2 separate regions of the Ovis aries genome follow, and region 2 is linked to region 1. The links are chromatin contacts, called in public Hi-C maps. All regions are on one chromosome and are shown on one strand. Each heading gives the region's core, a stretch centred on a gene start, on an enhancer-like site or on the middle of the called end of the contact. The rest is flanking DNA. Distances are from core to core; before and after follow the strand shown. Region 1 holds the start of FREM1 (FRAS1 related extracellular matrix 1). Region 2 has its middle 80 kb from the start of FREM1.

Evidence for each region. A called contact is a pair of places that touch in the nucleus more often than the background predicts.
Region 2: a Hi-C map of liver shows a contact between it and region 1, with 3 times the contacts expected there. The contact joins the enhancer-like site here to the promoter of FREM1 in region 1.

The regions. Positions count from the first base shown.
Region 1 is chr2:83,556,211-83,563,991 of ARS-UI_Ramb_v3.0, forward strand. FREM1 (FRAS1 related extracellular matrix 1) reads right to left here and starts at 2,784. Exons shown (of 37, transcript XM_060409486.1): 1 at 2,349-2,784.
Region 2 is chr2:83,635,495-83,643,275 of ARS-UI_Ramb_v3.0, forward strand. No RefSeq gene overlaps it. Among named protein-coding and RNA genes, the nearest start is that of FREM1, 80 kb to the left of the region's middle. Within about 2 kb of position 4,982, at least 2 of the 54 cell types and tissues checked have an H3K27ac peak or open chromatin away from gene starts, as enhancers often do. A contact at or near this core is called in liver, where this site is marked.

The DNA.
Region 1 (7,781 bases), core at 1,534-4,033:
TTTAAATTGACCATAAATAGAGAAGTTGGAGTGTTATCTTGCTTTGGGGAAAATGTTTATATTGAGACACGTCTGGTTATTCTAAACTTTTGCCTAAAGAACAAGGCACTGTAAATCCAATTCAGACAAGACTGGTTTTCCTGAACAAGGTCACCATGTAAGACCCTCTCTCTGGGAAGCAATGAGAGGGAGAGAGAAGAAAATGGAGAAGAAAGGGAAGAAAATTATGTGAAGAAGGAATAAAGCAAAGAAAAAAATGAAAAAGAATACAAAGAGAGAGAAAAAAACAATAATTTCATTTTAAAACATGCTTTATGGATACTTCAGCAATGAAAGGGACATGTATACTTACTCAGAGTCACCAAAAATTTTAAATCTTCAAGAATCTCTTGATTCCTTCCTCTTGCTCTGAGAATAAATGGATGAAAATGTCTCCAAGAACCACTAAGCTTTCTGTAAGTAAACTGTGTTCACTACACACAAGTGTTAGTAAACAAAATATAGTGACAGTGTATGATGCGTGTACTAATCTTTAAAAAACCAAGAAATAAAGCCCTAATGATGACAGGAAACAGAGTGTGATAGACAATCCTGTTCTCAGACTGAATTTAAAACTTTCCCAGCTTATGAAAATCTCACCTGCAAAGAAATGAAGATAATTTTAGATGCTATTAGTTGAGAAAGGAATGATTGTAGGTAGTTGCCTTGATGTGCTTCTCCTAACATCTGGGCTAAATAAAGCTTGTGGATTCATATGGAAACAGAAATAAATGTTTTATACCACTTCTGTAGGGAAAAAAATACCTTCAGCATTCTAAGCAAAAAACAACAACAACTTAGATTGCAACATATTTCAGGAAATGTAATTTTCATTAAGTTAATTATACAAATGATGGTTGGCCTAACTTTGTGCTGAACATATATTAGAATAAACAGAACTATAGTTTAGCCAAAATATCTTGAAATCTGAGGTACCCACTTATACACATAAGTGAGTCTTTCTCATATCTTCCACCAGTGGATAGCGGCTGCTGAAATAATACAGTTATCAACTTTAATAAAGTATTCTTTGAATGAGTTGAAATGCAAAGCCAGAATGTTTTAAAAGAACTTAACCAAAGGAAAAATGAAGAATTCTCCCCCTAAAAGCATGTGTTGTTGAACTTAGTACTGAATCAAAATGCATTTTAAAGAAGTCATTCTATTTCTAACTCTAGGATTAGATGTCATATGAAAAATACAGAATGCCATGTGTTGGAAATGACCATACCTTTTTGGATTGTAAACATGTACAATTTTGTTAAACTGCCATAGAATATAGCATTCTCTAAGGAGCACAGCTAACACTTTCACCAAAAATCTATATTTAAAACAAATAGGAGTGTGCCTTTTAAGTGTTGCTGACGACACTAAGCACAGAAGTGTTATCCATCGTACTGTGAAGATGGTTTTCCACTGAATTCTTTTTTTTTTTTTCCATATTTATTTTATTTATCTGTCTGCATCGGGTCTTAGTTTTGACGTGAGGGATCTCTGATCTTCATTGCAGCATGCAGAATCTTTAATTGCAGCAGGCAAGATCCAGTTCCCTGACCAGGGATTGAACCCTGGCCCCCTGCATTGGGAGCATGGAGTCTTAGCCACTGAACCACCAGGGAAGTCCCTCCACTGAATTTATAAAACCCAGTGGCTATGGGAGACAATGCTGCAACACAAAAGACTATTGGCTAGGAGTGGAAGGGTCCACTTTAAATAGATCAAATTAAAGCAAATAAGTAAATAAAATGAAAGCAAGATTAACACCTTTTTATATGAGAAAAGAACAGAAACACAACCTAGTGGGAGTTTGTAGAGGCAGAGACTTGTTGACCTCAGAGTTTGGGGTGGCTATAGAATAACAGGGAATGAAATAAACCCAGCAAGGCAGAAAAAAGAGCCATGTGCTCTGCTTGAAACTCTAAAAGTGCAGACCAAGATCACTTTTTTACACAGAAGTGCAAAATTCTAAATAACACACCTTCAAATCTAATCTTCCTATGTATTTTTAAAGATATTATACCGAAATAGGGTTTATTTCAGGATTGTAATGACAGTTCAAAATAAGAATATCTAGCAATTTAATATATTGAAGGAGGAAAGAAGCCATATGATCATCTTAATAAATGTCAAAAAGTGGTATTCAGTAAAATTCAACACTCATTCACTAAACAAACAAACAAAAAACACTATTAGCCAGCTAAGACCAGAATGGAAATCTTTTTACCCAATCAAAGACCTCTATGAGAAATCTTATCCTTAATGGCAAAATTTTAGTAACCACTAATGGCAACCCACTCCAGTACTCTTACCTGGAAAATCCCATGGACAGAGGAGCCTGGTAGGCTACGGTCCATGGGGTCGCAAAGAGTCAGACACGACTGAGTGACTTCACTTTCACTTCTTTCACTTTCAAAGAAAGAAAAGAAAATGCCTGCTACAGTCACCACAATCCAACATCGTAGAAGACCCTACCCAATACAGTAAAAATAACAATAATGATGAGGCATGAGGAAGAAAGGAAGAAAGAAAAGAAAAGAAAGAAAGAAAAGAAAAGAAAGAAAGTAAAGGAAGAAAATAAAACTTTTACTTCTAAATGATTTTTTTAAGATTTTGTTTTTAAAAATCTAAAAGATATTCAATATTTCTAAAAGATATCTAAAAGTCTCCCTGTAAAATATCTTAAAGAGATCTTCCAAATAAGGGTGCCAGAAGAAGTTGTCCTGACGGGAGAGACATTGAAAGGGCAGCCTTTTCTAAATAGACACATGTACACACCCAGCATACAGCTGTTAATAACAAAAAAAAATCCTTCTCCCAGCGCTTTGTTTTATGTTTGGAGCCAATAGTCCAGCTGGAGAACTGAAAGAATGAAAGATTCAAGTTCTCTCATTTTATGAGGACTGATGCTCAAATCACATGTGCTTCACAGAATCTTTTTGAGAAAATGGTTCCCCTCCTCCATACTCCAAGCTATTGGTTGTGGAAGTAGAAACCCCTAGCACTGTCGTTTTCATATTTGTCCACCACACTGAGGCAGGAAATCAGAATAAACTGACTCATTTTGTTCCACTGCATGGTACTTTTCTCATTAATCATTAACACAGCTTCAAACACTAGCATTAAAGTAAACAGACATTAGGATTTCCATGTACATATTAAAAACGTGAAAAAAATCAAGAATACTTTTTATCTCCTTCTTTTACAGGAAAAGGGGGAAATATACCAAAGGCAACATTAACAATTTAGTTTTGAGTTGTTTTACATTTCAATTATCTTTGTGAGAGATTTGGTCTTTCAAAGCTTAGCACCAGGACGGTTTTATCTTTCCAAACCTAATACAAGGAGTTGGGAGTCTTGGCTTACTGATTTAAAAAAAAAAAAATCCAACTCTCTCAAAAGATAATGTATTTTCCATCAAAAAAAAAAAAACCAAAGTAAAAATAGTTGCTTCGTTAAAAAAAATCATGGTAGGTTAGTCCAAGAGGTGAACACTAAAAGTAACAGAACACACCCATAGGCAAAAGATGTTTTTCTCAGGAGTAAATGGCACAAATGTATTTTAAAAAATCCCCATGGACTTGTTTAGAAAGCTGAGGCTGAGTCACACAATGAGTGTGTCTGACAGAAATCAGAACATGCTGATCTATTAAATTATCTTCAACAGGGTTATTGAACTTAGCATATGCCAGGCACTGCGCTAATCCTGGAAAGGACAGAGATGAGTAAGTAAGACCTAGTGCCTGCTCTCAAAATCCTTACAATGCACTTGGAGAAGACAGGACAACAGAAATCACTTGTACACTGAGATGTGATTACAGATCACTAACAATTATTGAACATGCACCACCTAATGTCCATTTTTACTTATATGCATTTATTAGCTCATTGGACCTAGACAACTCTAATACCTTGAGTGGATCTTGGGGCTCAAATCCAGCATTAGCTCTCTGTCTCTCTATTGATAAACTTTGTCTCTGCTTCAATTTGCATATTAACCTTACTATCTCCTGGTACATAGAGGCTTTTCTGTGATAAAAAAAAAAAAAAAAAAAAACACCAGCAGCCCAGGTCTACTTCCTACGGCTTACAATCCTGAAGGAAGTAAGAGAGTCATCTTCCGCACTAGTTTTAGCAGAAGATAGAACCCTAGGGCAACTAAGGAAGAAGAAGGAGCCATGAATGTTGACACAACAGGACAATGTAGAGTGGGGAGAGGTTTTCTGAACGGGAACAGGGAAGAAGGATGCGAAAGCAGCTGGGCAGGACAGTCAGGCACCATGAGACACGTCAGTTTCAATCTTTAAGGCAATGGGAACCCTTCCTTACTGAAATATATTTGACATAAAATGCAGTGTCAATTCAAGGTGTACAACATGTTAATTTGATAGATTTATATACTGTAATTCAATTGCCATTGTAGTGATAATTAGCACTGCTACCACATCACATAATCATCTTTTCCTGTTCATGGTTGGAATAATTAAGTTTGACCCTCTTAGCAAGTTATAGTACGAAATTATTTTCTATTTTGACCACATGGTGCATTAATTCTCAAGCACTTAAAAGAGAAGGAAGCAATCATGCCATGAAAAGAGATGGAGGAAATTTAAGTGCATACTTCTAAATGAAAGAAGCCATTCTGAAAGGTTACATACTGTGTTATTCTGACTATATGACTTCTGGGAAAGGCCAAACTATGGAGATAATTAAAAAGAATAAAGGAATAAGGGATAGGAAGGATACATAGAGCACAGAAAAGCTTTAAGGCAATGAAACTACTCTGTATGGTAGATAGATGTCTCACAAATTTGTCCAAACCCAAAGCACATACAACACCAAGACTGAACCTTAATATGGGCTGTATAATCTATATGGTACTGATACCCCTCTGGTGGGAGATATGAGAATGGGGGAGGCTGTGCATGTATTGGGGTAGTGAGTATAAGGAAAATTTCTGTATCTTTCACCTTGAGTGATACATTCCATTCAATATTTCTGTGAACTTAAAATTTCTCTGAAAAATTACATCTAATAAGTATATTTTTAACATTCAAAAGTGTAAAAAAAAAAAAAAAAAGGGTACTTCTGGTCACAATTCCCAGAGAATTTCTCAAAGAGGAAAGATGGTCTTTAAGAATTCTACATGGAGGAATTGGACCCCTTGTGCACTGTTGATGTGATTATAAAATGGTGGAACCACTATAGAAAACAGTATGGAAGTTCTTTAAAATATGTATATATATAGACTTACATAATCCCACAATCCTTTTTCTAGATCTATACCCCTCCCAAAAATGAAAGCAGGATCTCAAAGAGATATTTGCACAGACACATTTCTACCAGCATTACTCACAGTTGCCAAGAAATGGAAAGAACCAGAATGCCCACTCACATATAGTAAGGTATATATTAGCACATTCATCCTAAGTATAGAGCATGATGAATGTGCATGCTCACATCCACTCATGTAACTACAACCCAGATCAAGTCAGAGAAGATTTTCAGCACCCTCAATGATTCCCTCATTTCCCTGCCCGGTCGACACCCTCCTCCTCACTCAGTGAAACTCAAAGGTGACCACTATTCTGGTCTCAATAACTATAGATGGGTTTTGCCGATTCTTGAACTTAATATACATAGAGTCATACAGTATATATTATCTTGTGTCTTTCACTCAACGTAAGTTTTGTGAGATACATCCATGCTTTTCACCAATAGTTTCTCTCTTTTTTATTATAGTGTAATATACCATTTATATGAATACTCAAAAATTTATTTATATATTTCTTTTGGGGGGGGGGGGTTCTGTGTTGGGACCAATCTGAATAAAGTTGCTGTGAACATTCTTGTGTTTGCCTTTGGGTGGACCTATGTACTATTTTCTCTTGGGTATATTTCAGGTCTGAAATTGCTATGTTATAAAGTATATTTTAGCTATAGCGTTTTAAAGCAGGATTTTAAATAATTACGTTAACTTCCAAGTCTAGTCAAACCTAGCCTAACTCTAATTCTACAACATTATTCACTGCAGATTCTTTGCAACACTATTCACTCCATAAAAACCTGTCCAGAGTCTGCTATGTATCAGGAACATACCAGCGAATGAGGCAGGTGTGAGTTCTGCCTGCATTAAGCTTACCATCTGGTGCTGATGAACAGTGAGCTAGAAATTAGAATGTGATGAGTACTAAGAGGGGAAAGTGCAGGCATGATAGGAGTTTACAATAAGTGACCTGAATGGTCTGAAAGTGGAGGCATTTCCTGGCTCTACTAAAAGTAAAGAGTTCCAATAAAGTAAACAACTAGTTGTGATATAAGCACTAAATAAGCAGTCGGAAGATCAGATTCAATTTGCTGTTTTCCCATCAGGCAGCTGTGTGACTTGAGGCGAACCTCTTACTTTCCTGGGTCTCACTCACAATAATAATACCATTTTACATTTGTGTCAAAGTAAAGTGTTCCTCTTAAAGTGGTTGAATAAATAAGTCTGTAATCTTTTTTTTACCAATTATATAAAAGTCCATTGTCAGAGAAGTACTGATAGGTCTCTGACAATAAAAAAGTTATTTTTAGTCCCTTTATATACAAGTGAAGTACAGAAAATTCAGTTCCCTGAAAACAAATTAGTATACTTAGCCATAAGAATAACTGCTAAGGGTTTAGCTAACACTACTGTGGTAATCATTTCACAAAATATCAATATATCAAGTCAACACATTGTATACAAACTTACACAGGGTTATATCTCAACTCAATTTTTAAAAAGAATAATTATTTAAAAATAATTATTAAATTCATAGGAGATTATCAGTAACAGGTTTTTTAAAGGTAGCCTAGAAAAAAACACTTTTGGTTACTAAATCAGATTAAGGTATCATTCTAATAGGCTTTATCCTCATCACAATGCAGAATGAATACATGTTTTAAGTACCTTCTAAGCCAAAACGTCTCAAAAGCAGCCAAGAATACCTGGGGGTTCCCAAGATTGTTTCAGGACTTCCATGAGATCAAAATTATTTTTACAATATTAAGATATTCTCTTCCTTATTCTCTCATGGATATAAAATTTAGTTTTCTAGAGGCTATGTGATGTAGTCTCTTCAATACAAGAGATTGAATGCAGAAGCAGCTGTGAAAAATCCAGCTGTTTTGTATTGCTAGACATGAAAGTGATTTGCAAAAAAATACAAAACACCACTTTCTCAACGGTTGTTTTTGCTTTCAAAATTATAGTTATTTTCCACCAGAATATTTATGGTAATATAATAAATTTACTTTTGTTCCTTTAAATAGTTAAATATTTCTCAGTTTTAATTTCTAATATTCTAAACATAGGTGTAACTCAAATAAATGAAAGCTCTGTAGGATGTTCAATAAAATTTTGAGAGTACAAAGCAACCCTGAGACCAAAAGTTTGAGAACTACTGATCTTGCAAACATTCCCAATATCCTTATGTAACAATTCCTGGATCAACAGTCTGGCTTTAGCTGTGGTTATATTAGTCAAGATTGAATCAAAGCAAATGGGGCTTCTGGAAAGCAAGGAATAAATTAAAGATTACAGAGCTTATACTTTCTCCTGTCTCCACAAATAGTGTTATGGTCCATGACTCCATATTTACATTCATGATTTTATTTAATCCTCAAAACTGTGAGGTGAATAGAGAAAACACTACCCTTCTGATTTTACTGATGAGCAAACTGACCTTGAGAAATTCGTGTCCAACTGGCTGGACTAGGAT
Region 2 (7,781 bases), core at 3,732-6,231, 81 kb after region 1:
CTGGCAATGCATGAGTATCCACCTTACCAAACCCTTGCCTATACTGAATTTCAAAACTTCTAAAACTGAAAGAGTATTGACACAAAATAATTGGTTATTGGGTAATAAGACTATTTTAATTATCTAAATTAAATTGTGAGAGTTAATTCATAATGTTCGGATCAAAGTTAATTATATTTGCTATTACGATCAGTCTTGTGGTTGAACTATCTGTATATTCCTTTATCTTTTGCCACCATTACCAGTTTATGAGCCCCTGGAGGGCAGTAAAGGGTCTTATGTACCTCTCACACCACCTAGCACAGTGTCTGTACACAGTTTATGATCAACAGTGATTTGTGGAATGGAACTGATTGAGCTATCTAGCCTTTATGATGATTTCAGCCCATCTTGTGAAAGGGGGAGATACAGATTACAAAACCTAGAAAAGCCTATCTCCCCATCACCGTCGTCTGACTCTATCAGAAGAAAATAAAAACAACCACAGAAAATCAGCTCTACAGTGATAGTACTGGTGCCTTTTACGCTAGAACAATAGCTTTCAAACGTCTTTGCCCGTGGCTAACAATAACAAAAACATGCATTTGTAGATATAGATAATTAAAATAAATATTGCATACTTCTTTTGTTAACCTGTGATACACTCTGGTATTTTCTGTTCTATTTCAATTTTTAAAGAATAATTATCATAGCTTAGCAAATTATTTCACAATTGCAGTTTGTAACACAGTTCAGTAGAGGAAGAGCAGAAGTGTCTACCAGGACTTCCCTGGTGGTTCAGTGGTAAAGAATCCACCTGCCAATGCAGGAGACACAGGTTCAAGCCCTGTTCTAGGAAGTTCCCACGTGCCATGGAGCAACTGAGCCCAGCGCCACAACCACTGAGCCTTGCTCTAGAGCCCAGGCTGAGCCCACCTGCTGCAAATGCTGAAGCCCACGTGACCTAGAACCTGTACTCTGCAGCACAAGAAGCCACCATAAAGAGAAGCCTGCACATCACAACTAGACAGTAGCCCCTGCTCACCCCAACCAGAGAAAAGCCTGAGCAGCAACAAAGACCCAGCACAGTAGGAAATAATTAAATTATATATTTTTTCTTTTTCTTTTTTTTTTTAAGTGGCCATCAGTTGCATTGCAGCCTTGGAGGCTGTCAGCTTCTGGACCTTTCAGGGGTCAGGGAGAACTTCCTTGACCTTCCACTGCTCCTTCCCACATGAGCAAGTCTGTGGAGGTTGCCTCCACCCTGTGTGGTCCCAATGCTGTGCCTTTGTTTCCTCAGACCACAGACTCAAGCACCAGTTGGTAATCTGTACTATTGTTGTAATCTGGTCCGTGCCTCAAAGCAGTCCAATGAGAGTAAGTCTTTAATTGTTAAATGCAAAATTTGTGTAATAAGCATGGATGACAAAATCAGCTGAAACGATGAAAACCTTAGGGAAGAGGCAAAATTTTACATCAAACCCTCAAATTCAGCTAATTAGTTCACTCTAGAGATCAGAGCAACTCAGAAAGATGAGATCCAAGCTTTATAGAATACCAAGTGTCAGTGTCCATCACAAGTGGACAAAGGCCTTGGTACCCTTCGCTGGGTTCCAGGAATTGCCTCTTTCTTAGAAGCTCTAGGAACTATTCCCTGAGATTCATAAACAATCAACCTCTATTCTCATTTCAGAAACTAGAGCTCCAAATTATGGCATTTCTGATGAAGGCTCTAAATGAGGCAATTCTTGATGAAATAGAAGGGGAAGTGGTAAACACTCATAATGATACAAGGTCTCCTTCACAAACACCTCAAATCTTGCTCTTTTGCCACTAGATAGAGCTCTGTGGTAGTGATTCAGTCACTAAGTTGTGTCTGACTCTGTGCAACCCCATGGACTATAGCCCATAAGGCTCCTCTGTCCATGCAGTTCTCCAGGAAAAAAAAAAAAAAACTGGAACGGGCTGCCATTTTCTTCTCCAGGGGATCTTCTGAACCCAGGGTCGAACCCTGGTCTCCTAAAGCAGGAAGATTCTTTACTGACTGAGCCACAAGAGAAATCCAGATAAAGCTCTAAAGTGATGCCATTGTGATACAGTGAATCTTCTTCTGGGGATAAAGCTTTAAGATAAATATAAAAACCAAAAAAAAAAAATGTTTAATAAAAGCTACCCTAAAGAAATAGAGGAAAACAACAGAATGGGAAAGACTAGAGATCTCTTCAAGAATTATAGAGATACCAAGGGAACATTTCATGCAAAGATGGGCTCAATAAAGGACAGAAATGGTATGGACCTAACAGAAGCAGAAGAAATTAAGAAGAGGTGGCAAGAATATACAGAAGAACTGTACAAAAAGATCTTCATGACCAAGATAATCACTATGGTGTGATCACTCACCTAGAGCCAGACATCCTGGAATTTGAAGTCAAGTGGGCCTTAGAAAGCATCACTACGAACAAAGCTAGTGGAGGGGATGGAATTCCAGTTGAGCTACTTCAAATCCTGAAAGATGATGCTGTGAAAGTGCTGCACTCAGCTTGCCAGCAAATTTGGAAAACTCAGCAGTGGCCACAGGACTGGAAAAGGTCCGTTTTCATTCCAATCCCAAAGAAAGGCAATGCCAAAGAATGCTCAAACTACCACACAATTGCACTCATCTCACACACTAGTAAAGTAATGCTCAAAATTCTCCAAGCCAGGCTTCAGCAATACGTGAACCATGAACTTCCAGATGTTCAAGCTGGTTTTAGAAAAGGCAGAGGAACCAGAAATCAAATTGCTAACATCCACTGGATCATCGAAAAAGCAAGAGAGTTCCAGAAAAACATCTATTTCTGCTTTATTGACTATGCCAAAGCTTCTGACTGTGTGGATCACAATAAACTGTGCAAAATTCTGAAAGAGATGGGAATACCAGACCACCTGACCTGCCTCTTGAGAAACCTGTATGCAGGTCATGAAGCAACAGTTAGAACTGGACACGGAACAACAGACTGGTTCCAAATAGGAAAAGGAGTACGTCAAGGCTGTATATTGTCACCCTGCTTATTTAACTTATATGCAGAATACATCATGAGAAATGCCGGGCTGGAAGAAGCACAAGCTGGAATCAAGATTGCCAGGAGAAATATCAATAACCTCAGATATGCAGATGATACCACCCTTATGGCAGAAAGTGAAGAGGAACTAAAAAGCCTCTTGATGAAAGTAAAAGAGGAGAGTGAAAAAGTTGGCTTAAAGCTCAGCATTCAGAAAATGAAGATCATGGCATCTGGTCCCATCACTTGGGAAATAGATGGGGAAACAGTGTCAGACTTTATTTTTGGGGGCTCCAAAATCACTGCAGATGGTGACTGCAGCCATGAAATTAAAAGACGCTTACTCCTCGGAAGGAAAATTATGACCAACCTAGACAGCATATTGAAAAGCAGAGACATTACTCTGCCAACTAAGGTCCATCTAGCCAAGGCTATGGTTTTTCCAGTGGTCATGTATTGATGTGAGAGTTGGACTGTGAAGAAAGCTGAGACCGAAGAATTGATGCTTTTGAACTGTGGTTTTGGAGAAGACTTAAGAGTCCCTTGGACTGCAAGGAGATCCAACCAGTCCATTCTAAAGGAAAGCAATCCTGGATGTTCATTGGAAGGACTGATGCTAAAGCTGAAACTCCAATACTTTGGCCACCTCATGCGAAGAGTTGACTCATTGGAAAAGACTCTGATGCTGGGAGGGATTGGGGGCAGGAGGAGAAGGGGACGACAGAGGATGAGATGGCTGGATGGCATCACCAACTCGATGGACATGAGTTTGAGTGAACTCCGGGAGTTGGTGATGGACAGGGAGGCCTGGCGTGCTGCAATTCATGGGTCGCAAAGAGTTGGACATGACTGAGCGACTGAACTGAACTGAACTGAACTGAACCCTAACAAAAGGGAAGAATCCAACTAAACCCACATGTTTTCTTTTACTCATAGCCTGGTGGGCTGCCATCTATGGGGTCGCACAGAGTCGGACACGACTGAAGTGACACAGCAGCAGCAGCAGCTGAACATTTATTCTGTCCCAGATACCATAGTAAGAGCTTTATAAGCATCATCTCATTTAAGTCTCCTCATTCTATGAGGTTGATCTCACTTTCCAGATGAAGAAGGTTAGATACAGCAAATGTAAGTAGTTTGTCCTTGGAAGAGGAGATTTGTCCCAAACACCCATTATCCTGTTCTTGTTTTAGAAATAAACATCCAAATTTAGCCGGGCATATAGTCACCTGAGTAAAGACATTTCCCAACTCCTTTGCATGGCCACTGTCTTTGCTCGGATTGCTTTAGCAAAATACCATGGACTGAATGGTTTAAACCACAGAAAGTTCTTTCTCATGGTTCTTGGAAACTAAGAAGTCCAAGATCAAGGTGCTCACTGGCTCTGTTCCTGCCGAGAGCCCTCTTCCTGGCTTGCAGACTGCTGAATTGTATCCTCACAGAAAAAGAGAAAAAGCAAGCTCTCTGGTCTCTTCTCTTTTAAGGGTGCTAATTCCATCATGAGAATCCCATCTTCATGAACCCACCTAAACCTAATTAATTCCCAAAGAAATTAACGTGATTAGCTAATTAATGAGAATTAACCTAACTAACTGCCATTGGGAGTTATGGCTTAGCAGACGAATTTTGGGTGGATATAAACATTGCACAAGAGCCATACCATTAAATCTTGGACAACAGGCTCTGAGTGAAAGTGACCTGTGTAATTTCTGGGTCATTCCCTTAAAAGGGACAGCTCCCACACACACTTCTCTTCTTTTCTTCCCACTGGCTGGGATACAGATTTGACCTTGGGAGCTGAAGCAATCATCTTTCACCACAAAACAGAAGCTGTGTGCTGACGATGGTAGGACAAGAAACCAGATACTATGAAGTTGTCACATCAACTCTAAAGCATGGACTCTGTTATGTGAGAGAGCGAGAAGCTTCTCTCCTAGTGAAGCCAGTGTACTTTGTCCTCCACTACCACAGCAGTACCTATGTCGTAAGTAATTCATTATCCAGGCAGGTCACAGTCTCAATAAATAACCGTTTGTTATCTGAGCCCAAACCTGAGAATTTAAAGCTCGTTTTCTTACAGACCATATGGTAGCACCTGCAAAACACAAAAGGGGAAAGTGTACCAGAAGGAGTTCAAACTTGTACCTGCAGAAGGTTCTAAATGCAAACTAAGTTCAGCTCTTTGACGCCTGCGACAAGCCTGTACCACCACACACTGAATGGTCAGGCCTCTGGATCTTGAAAGAAAACACCAATAAACAGCTGGGAGGATGGAAGGCTTTCCACCAACCTTGACTATGCAAGCACAGTTTTGACCACTGCAGACAAGATAGTTTTGACAGTCGGACTGAGGTTTGCTATAGAAAGCAATCATCATAAACAATCCATAGAGATAACACAGTGTCAGTGACACTTCCCAGCTGACGTCGCGTGTGGTAGAACGAAGGTACTTTGGTTGTGGCCTCTGCTTACCCCACTCAACAAAAGTGTTTCTAACAGCCAATCCCAGTAGCAGCCTGGAACTTTAAACTGAAGAGCTGTCCATCCAAACCATGTGCTTTGAAAGAATCAGGGCTGCCCTGCCTCAAGGACATAACTGAGTAAGCCACCTTCCTGCTCAGCAGGAAGCCTTGCTTTTCATCCCATAGCTGATTTGGGGACAGTCATCTGATTTAGCCAAAACAAACAAAAACCAAATCATCTGCTTTTAGACCTGAAAGATTCTCAAATCCAGCAACTAGCAAATCTTCCCGTGTTTTTATACCAATGTCTCTTCCTGCACCCACAACCCCTCCCCACCATCTTGTAACCTAGAAACTCTGTGAGGAAGCATGTATATGCAAATATGGGCGTTGTGAAGAAATGGTATACATTTCTTTAGTTTCTGTGAACCTGAAGGAATCACTCAAACTAGTTATTCCCCAAATGTCAGGACTTGGGGCCACGTCTCAGAGCCAAGCAACAAGGCTTCCAAACCAAGTCAGCCCAGCTGCTCGTCCCTGTGGAAGAACTTGCTGAGGACACTTTCCCGCGTGCCTGCGGGCAGCAGCAGAAATCCAACACCCCGAGAAAGTCCCAATTCCCTGTAAACAAAGGAAGGAAGAACTGTTTATTGCAGCCACTGAAGTCTTTTAATATCAGGCTCCAAGTATGTCAAGCACACCAAACAAATTTAGCTTCACCACCTGTTCCGGAAAAGAAACACTCATGCCAAAATCCCCCCAAAAGCGCATAGATATTCTCAGTGTGGATTAGCTGGGAGTCTTTTCAAATATGTTCTATATTAGAGTTTGTAAACTGGGCACTTGACGTACACCACATGGCTGCTGTGTAAGACACATGAAGTTTTTGTTCTGAGCCTTGAAAAAAATCACACTCCTTTGCGCCACAGTTTTTAGACATTTGACAAAATGCTAAGAAGTACTAAGAAAGCAACATACCCTGGGTGCAACTCTGAGTTGGGATCACAAGGGAAAAAAGGGGGGGCTATATTCTTACTGGAGGGAAAAGATACAAACTTGAAAAATTCCATCATTCAAGAGATGTGCTGGGAGTGTGGTTAATTGTCCAAAGCATGGGCTAGATGGTAACTGAGAAAACAGATGTGTATGTAAGTGCCAAGAGGTATAAAATGTCACACAGTGGGCAATTAATAGGAAAAGTAATACCTTCATTAAACCATTAATATAAATGTCCAATTGGGAGAATACATTTGCAACCAATAAGGGTTTAATTTCCAAAATGTGTAAACAGTTCATACAACTCAATAACAAAAAAATCAAACAACCTTATCAAAAAAATGGGTACAAGACCTAAATAGAATCTCTTCAAAGAAGAGATACAGATAGGCACATGAGCAGATGTTCCACATTACTAGTTATCAGAAAGATACAAATCAAAAGTACAATGAATGGCTGCCACCAAAAAGTCTGTAAATAAGAAATGCCAGAGAGGGTATGGAGAAAGGGGATCCTCCCATACTGTTGGTGGGAATGTTAATTGGCACAGCTACTATGAAGAGCAGTATGGAAGTCTCTTAAACTTAAAATAGAATTACCATATGGTCCAACAATCTTACTCATGGGACTATCAGGAAAAACTCTAATTTGAACAGATACATGCCCCCACAATGTTCATAGCAACACTAGTTACAATAGCCAAGACATGGTAGCAACCCAAGTGTCCAAAACAGATGAATGGATTAAAAAACACGTGGTACATGTATACAATGAGGTATTAGTCAGCCATAAAAAAGAATGAAATAATGCCATTTGCAGCAACATGGGTGGACCTGGAGATTATCACACTATAAGTCAGACAGAGAAAGAAATATCATAAGTTACTTACATGTGGAATCCAAAATATGATACAAATGAACTTATTTAGAAACAGAAGCAGACTCATCTACATAAAAAACAAATTTATGGCTTCCTTCATAGCTCAGTTGGTAAAGAATCCACCTGCAATGCAGGAGACCCTGGTTTGACTCCTGAGTTGGGAAGATCCCCTGGAGAAGGGAAAGGCTACCCACTCCAGTGTTCTGGCCTGGACAGTTCCATGGACTGTATAGTCCGTGGGGTCACAAAAGAGTCAGACACGACTGAGGAACTTTCACTTTCATGGTTACCAAAGGGAAAGAGGGGCAGTGGGGGAGGAGAAATTAGTAGCTTGGCATTAACAGATACACACACACACACATATAAAATAAATAATAAGGCCCTACTGTATAGCACAGAAAACTGTATTCAATATCTTACAATA